2 separate regions of the Mus musculus genome follow, and region 1 is linked to region 2. Evidence: chromatin contacts called from public HiChIP or PLAC-seq data. All regions are on one chromosome and are shown on one strand. The core of a region is the stretch at or near the end of the contact, and the rest is flanking DNA. Distances in the headings are between cores, read along the strand shown. Region 1 holds the start of Chchd5 (coiled-coil-helix-coiled-coil-helix domain containing 5). Region 2 holds the start of Dtwd1 (DTW domain containing 1).

Evidence for each region. HiChIP or PLAC-seq counts read pairs in DNA pulled down with a chosen protein or histone mark.
Region 1: a contact with region 2 is called in an H3K27ac HiChIP or PLAC-seq map of regulatory T cells, with 69 times the contacts expected there. The contact joins the promoter of Chchd5 here to the promoter of Dtwd1 in region 2. A contact is called at or near these places in 2 of 39 promoter capture datasets (liver and pre-B cells), 1 of 484 Hi-C or Micro-C datasets (muscle stem cells), 1 of 115 datasets of contacts at active chromatin or transcription factors (regulatory T cells) and 1 of 9 other capture datasets (liver).

The regions. Positions count from the first base shown.
Region 1 is chr2:129,128,348-129,131,047 of GRCm38.p6, forward strand. Chchd5 (coiled-coil-helix-coiled-coil-helix domain containing 5) reads left to right here and starts at 1,353. Exons shown (of 4, transcript NM_025395.3): 1 at 1,353-1,510; 2 at 1,831-1,971; 3 at 2,054-2,219. The coding sequence starts at 1,509.
Region 2 is chr2:126,150,808-126,153,536 of GRCm38.p6, forward strand. Dtwd1 (DTW domain containing 1) reads left to right here and starts at 1,334. Exons shown (of 5, transcript NM_026981.2): 1 at 1,334-1,407. Fam227b (family with sequence similarity 227, member B) reads right to left here and starts at 1,197. Exons shown (of 17, transcript NM_029455.3): 1 at 1,104-1,197.

The DNA.
Region 1 (2,700 bases), core at 103-2,602, 3.0 Mb after region 2:
AGAAATAGGGGAGGGAGTGAAGGAATGGCTGACTAAAGTGCTTGCTATGCAAGCAGGAAGACCTGAGTTGTGGATCTCCAACACCTGCATAAAAACCTGCAGAAAAGGCATGGTAGGGCAGACTTGGAATCCCAGTGTTGGGATGAGGAGACAGCTCCTGGATGTTCACTGGTGGGTTTTAAGGTTCAGTGACACCCTGTCTCCAAAAAGCTTCAGGTGTCAAGCAATAGAGGAAGCCACCTGCCGCCAGCCTCTGCCTGCACACATGTACATCACACACATGTCCCTAGTTTCCTTTTCCTGCTCCCTCTTAGCGGCTACTGACATTTACAGCGTGCCTGTCCTGGTGTTTTCTCTCAGACCAATAACATTGCCCTTGATTGTCCTAAATGAGTACCTTTTAAAGTTCTTTCATTAATGAGCTCCCCAGAAGGGAACCCCAGTAACAGAAGCACTCTTGAGACCTGCATTTCTCAGATCCGCTTCACTTCAAACCTTAGGGTTATCTAGTTCTCTCCATTCCATTCTTAATGACTCTTTTGACAGCAACCAGACAAAAGGAAACTAGAAGTGTGGAGTGTCAAGTTTCCCAAAAATGAAAGTGTCACTGTATATTATGAAGGCCAAAGCAGTCGTTCTCATTTTACAACTGCGTGCTAAGGTAATCACCTTACCGCTCATTTTCTCTAGCTTAGGCCTCTCCATATGAGGAATATTTAGCCTTACAGGGAAATGAACTTCCAGGTCTAGCCCTATAATCTGAAGGCAAATGTGGAGAGGGTGCAAACACCACCTAAGGAAATTACAAAGAAAATAATTTGTGCACGATTGCAAGGAGCAAGCAATAAAACCCACTCTCATCCTGCCTTTACCACCTATGGCAGGAAAAGGACATGTCTGAGTGAATAATCGGATGGGAAGCCCAATGTGGCGTTTAAGATCATTCCTTTCCGTCAAGTTGGAACTAAAGTCAGGAGGAGAATACGCAGTGGCGGAAAGCCACTGGTAGCTCAGCCTGAGAGGGCAATCCCCGTGTTCCTAAACTAGCAGCGGCGGGCACAGCTGCCGCCTCAGCCGCAGCGTGTGCCGAGCCATAGTCACGCGGGCCGGTGGCCTCAACTCCAGCCGGGAAAGTGGCAGCGCGAGCGGCTGTAGATCTGACCTACAGGGAACCAGCTCTGGTGCTCTGTGCCTGGCTGCTCGATCACGGCCGAAGTCCTGCTTCCGGTGATCACTAAACGCGACCACCACAAGCCGGAAGTAAATAAACTAAAATAGCTGACGGACCGGAAGTAGTTACAGGGGCCTCCTCCCGGATAGGCAGTGAGGCGGAAAGCAAAGCAGGACACAGCCATGAAGGTTGGACCAATGTGGGATGAGTGGCAGGGACGCTCGACGACCGGAAGAGTGAGGCCAGGAGGTCTGGGTTGGGCGCCGCCATAACAACCTGATACCGGAAAAGGCGGGTCTCTTCTCCCTGACTGATCGGCGCTTGAATTCGCCTGGAGATGTGAGTTACAACTCCCTATAACTCTAGATCATGCTTGTCAGACTGCACGGTCCCCAACGGGAAATGACTGAATTCAAGACTCCAGGCCTGCTTCACAATAGCCAGACTTTTTGTCTTAGGACTTCCACGATCTCCCGGGAAATCCCACCTTGTTCCACAACGCGCAGGGATCGGCGCTTATTTCTGCCCCTCGTTGGTTGTCCCTATCACAGGATCTTTACACCCCCCACCCCCAATCCAGACTAGTCCAATCACAGATCAAAATCAGAACTCTTTCTTGCCTTCTCTTGAGATTATCTTCAGTTTACCCTGTCCCACAGGCAGGCAGCCCTGGAAGTCACTGCTCGATACTGCAGCCGAGAGCTGGATCAGTATGGCCAATGTGTGGCAGCCAAGCCAGAGTCGTGGCATCGAGATTGTCACCACCTTAAGATGAGCATTGCTCGCTGCACGTCCTCCCAGTGAGTGTACAACTGGGGGCTAGAGGGTGCCAGGCAGTAGGGTTTGAATGCTTCAGGGTCTAAAATGCCCTACCCCCCACAGCCCGATCATCCGCCAGATCCGCCAGGCCTGTGCTGAGCCCTTTGAAGCCTTTGAGAAGTGTCTTCGCTTGAATGAGGCAGCAGTGGGCAACTGTGCTGAACACATGCGCCGCTTCCTGCAGTGTGCAGAGCAGGTGCAGCCACCAAGTTCACCCACAACTGGAGAGGTAAAGGAGGCTAACTTGATCGTAGCTTTTTCCTTTCACAACTCCCTTCATTTTCTAGTTTAAATACCTTCCAGAACCAGTCCCAGCCCCATTCCCATACATGGCCTTGGCTATGCATCCAAGAATCTAAAAACCATGGTTCTCTGTCCCCGAGTGGACATGCCTCTGCTTGTCACCACCTTTCACACTCCCCTCTGCCAGGGCACCTGCCCCAGCCTTTCCCCGGCTTGCCAGACCCTCTGTGTTCCATATAATGACCTGGATTCTAGTAATGATAATCCCTTGCTTAAAACTCTCTGGTGGCCACCAATTCACACTGGAACAAAGTCCCTGATTCTTACTGGATCCTGTGTTCTTCCTTTCCTCAGCCACTGTGTCCCCTTCACTACTTTCCAGCTGTGCTGGTAGGGGTGAGGGGGTGAGGTGGAGGGGTGCACAGAAAAGGATCTTGCTAATGTATACAATACATAAATACATATAC
Region 2 (2,729 bases), core at 84-2,583:
ACTCTCAACTGTTTTAGCATTCAACATATATGAATACCATTCTGGTGGCTCTCACATTGCGTCTCAAAAGGTTAGTAACTTCTTTTTCTGTTTTGATAAGTGAAGGTATAGTGGACTGGCTGACATTTAGAATGACTTTTGTTCTGCATGCCTCTCTTTATTAAAACATTTTTGCTTAAAGTCTAAATTCAAATATCCATGGTCTAATTTCTACCTCACTCTCACTAGTTCTGAAATTCCTTTTCTGTATCCAAATCAGGAATACCAGTTTGGCTCGAGTTGAGGTCTCCAAAACATTAAGGGACCTATTCAGTCTGCTAAGAGTGACAGAAGGGATTCTCCTCTCCTCCTCTCCTCTCCCCTCCCCTCCCCTCCCCTCTCCTCTCCTCTCCCCTCCCCTCTCCTCCTCTCTCTTCCCTTCCCTTCCCCTTCTTCCTTCCCCTTCCCTTCCCTTCTCTTCTCTTCCTCTCCTCTTCTCTCTCTCTCTCTCCTCCTCCTCCTCCTCCTCCTCCTCCTCCTTCTTCTTCTTCTTCCTCTCTGTGTCTCTCTGTCTGTCTGTCTCTGTCTCTCCTATTCAAGTAGAAGCTACCACTCATGACCAGGCTGGAAATGGGCCTTTCTCCTACTTACAGGTGTGATCCTGGGAATTCATGTTAACCATTGTCTATTTTTCTGTTAAAACTTTTATATAAATTCTGGTGTGGTAAATATCAGTGTCCTGGCTTGTCATTCGTGATTACACACAAGGCTGTTCTTTTTCTCCCATTGGTTAATTTCATAATTCTCCACTCATTAAACAAATTGCTTGATATATGACAGTTTTGTTTCTAATTTAACAACTATTGTTTAGGTTTCTTTGAGGTGGAGCATAGAAAAATAATTTAATCACTTATCCACATATATTAGACTTTAAAAAAAAATAAAAGAAAAATACAGTAGGTGTCAACTCTGCGTGTTGTAAGCAAAGCACAAAATGCATAAACGGTTTTCCTAAGAAGTCTATCAAGCTTGAACTACCAACCACCTAAAGCTACAAGTCTGAGATCTCGTAAATATAGTATTTGGGGAGGTAAAGCGGTGTTACTAGCTCCTCACTAACTCACAGAAACTACTTTCGAAAAGGCTGTTCCGGAACACGTCCCCAGTTGCGCTGGGGGCCCACAACGGGCGGCACAGCAGGAAGCTGACGGTTCCTTTGGAACAGGTCACCCGGGAAGCGAAGGCGGGACTTCCGAACCAGTTCCTCCTGCTCGCCCACGGGATTCTCCCTCTGAGCATGCGCCGTGGTCAGCTTCCCCGTGGCCCTGGCAACCGCCAGGCCCCGCCCTCCGGTGTTCTGCGGAAAGCGCTCCGGGGGGGAGCGCGTGGAGCGGAGGCGGTACGGACCGAGAGTTGAGCGTGGTGCAGGTCGGCATCCCCTCGGGTCGGGTGGCTCGGGCCGGACGCCGGCCAGGCCCAGCGGAGGTCTCACTGCGGGCTAGTGCTGCGTGTGGCGTGCCCGTGGGGGCAAGACTTGAGTGGTCTGGGGCCTAAATGAAGCCTTATTAGGCTTCCCGAGTCGGCGTTGCTCACTCCTGGCAAGGCCAGCTCCCTGTGAGCACCGATCTGTAATTCAGGCTTTGGCGTGGTTTCGGCATGGTCGCGGGAAAAGGAAACCAGATGTGTGCTGTTACCGTCAGCCGATAAGCAGACGCGTTTCTTGTGTGTCTATTTCTTGGGAATGTGAGACAAGTATAGTAACACTTTGCGTTGCTAGTTCCACGAGGTTGGGTAAGGATGAAGAGCCCAAGATTGCAGCATTTCAGGGCTGTTTATGATTGAACTCCAAATGCAAAAATTTCCAAGACATTTCGCCTGTCATATAATGTGTTCTGTGGGAAGGGAGTCAAGTTCTGTGTTTAAAAAATGGCGGTGGTATCTTGGATGTTTAAAAAAAAGGGGGGGGGGGGCGAGAGGGATATTGTACCTCATCAAATTATACGATCAGTTCTTAGTACTTCACAAGCAAATATTGAAAACAGTCTTATCTGGTCCTGAATTTGTCCACAATTCAAAATAGGAGAAATTTAAAGAATATTCCCTTGGGAGGCAAATCAGCTTAGTGTGTTGGAAAAAGTAGCCTTGTTCCGCCGATCTGTGTAGTGCCCCAAAGTTGAGTAGAAAGATAAGTCCTGGATGCCTTCTACAGAGTGGTTTCAATTTAGTTGATAAGTATTTGAATCTATCTAAAAAAAATCAAGAATAGGTAAATCGGAAAGAGTTGTACTTTTGCCTCATTGAAAAGTGCCTCCAAATGAATATGTTTGTCCATATCAAATATGTGGACCCAGGGATAAGTAGTCAGAAGTGTAAAAGATTGTCTTTGTGTGAGTTTATAACTGAGTTAGAATCTGACTTTGAGCCTAAAAATAGATGTTATGTGCAAAGCAGACAGGATGAAACTGCATAAGTATCATTATTTTTAGAGAAATTGAGTGGAAAAAAAAGTTTTTCAGCCCAATTTGCAGAGTAGACCATCAGGATGCTAGTTATTTGCCCTAGGAACCGCCCTTGTTTTCTAATTCTTTACAACTCTCCCCCACCCAACTCCAGCTGCATCGCCCTGCACGTATTTGATGTTAAGTATAGGTATACTTACATGCATCTATGTCCTTGTTGTCATTGATTGTTATTATATACTACTGGAGACAATGTCAGAATCCACAGGCTGACAATTCAGTCACAAAATT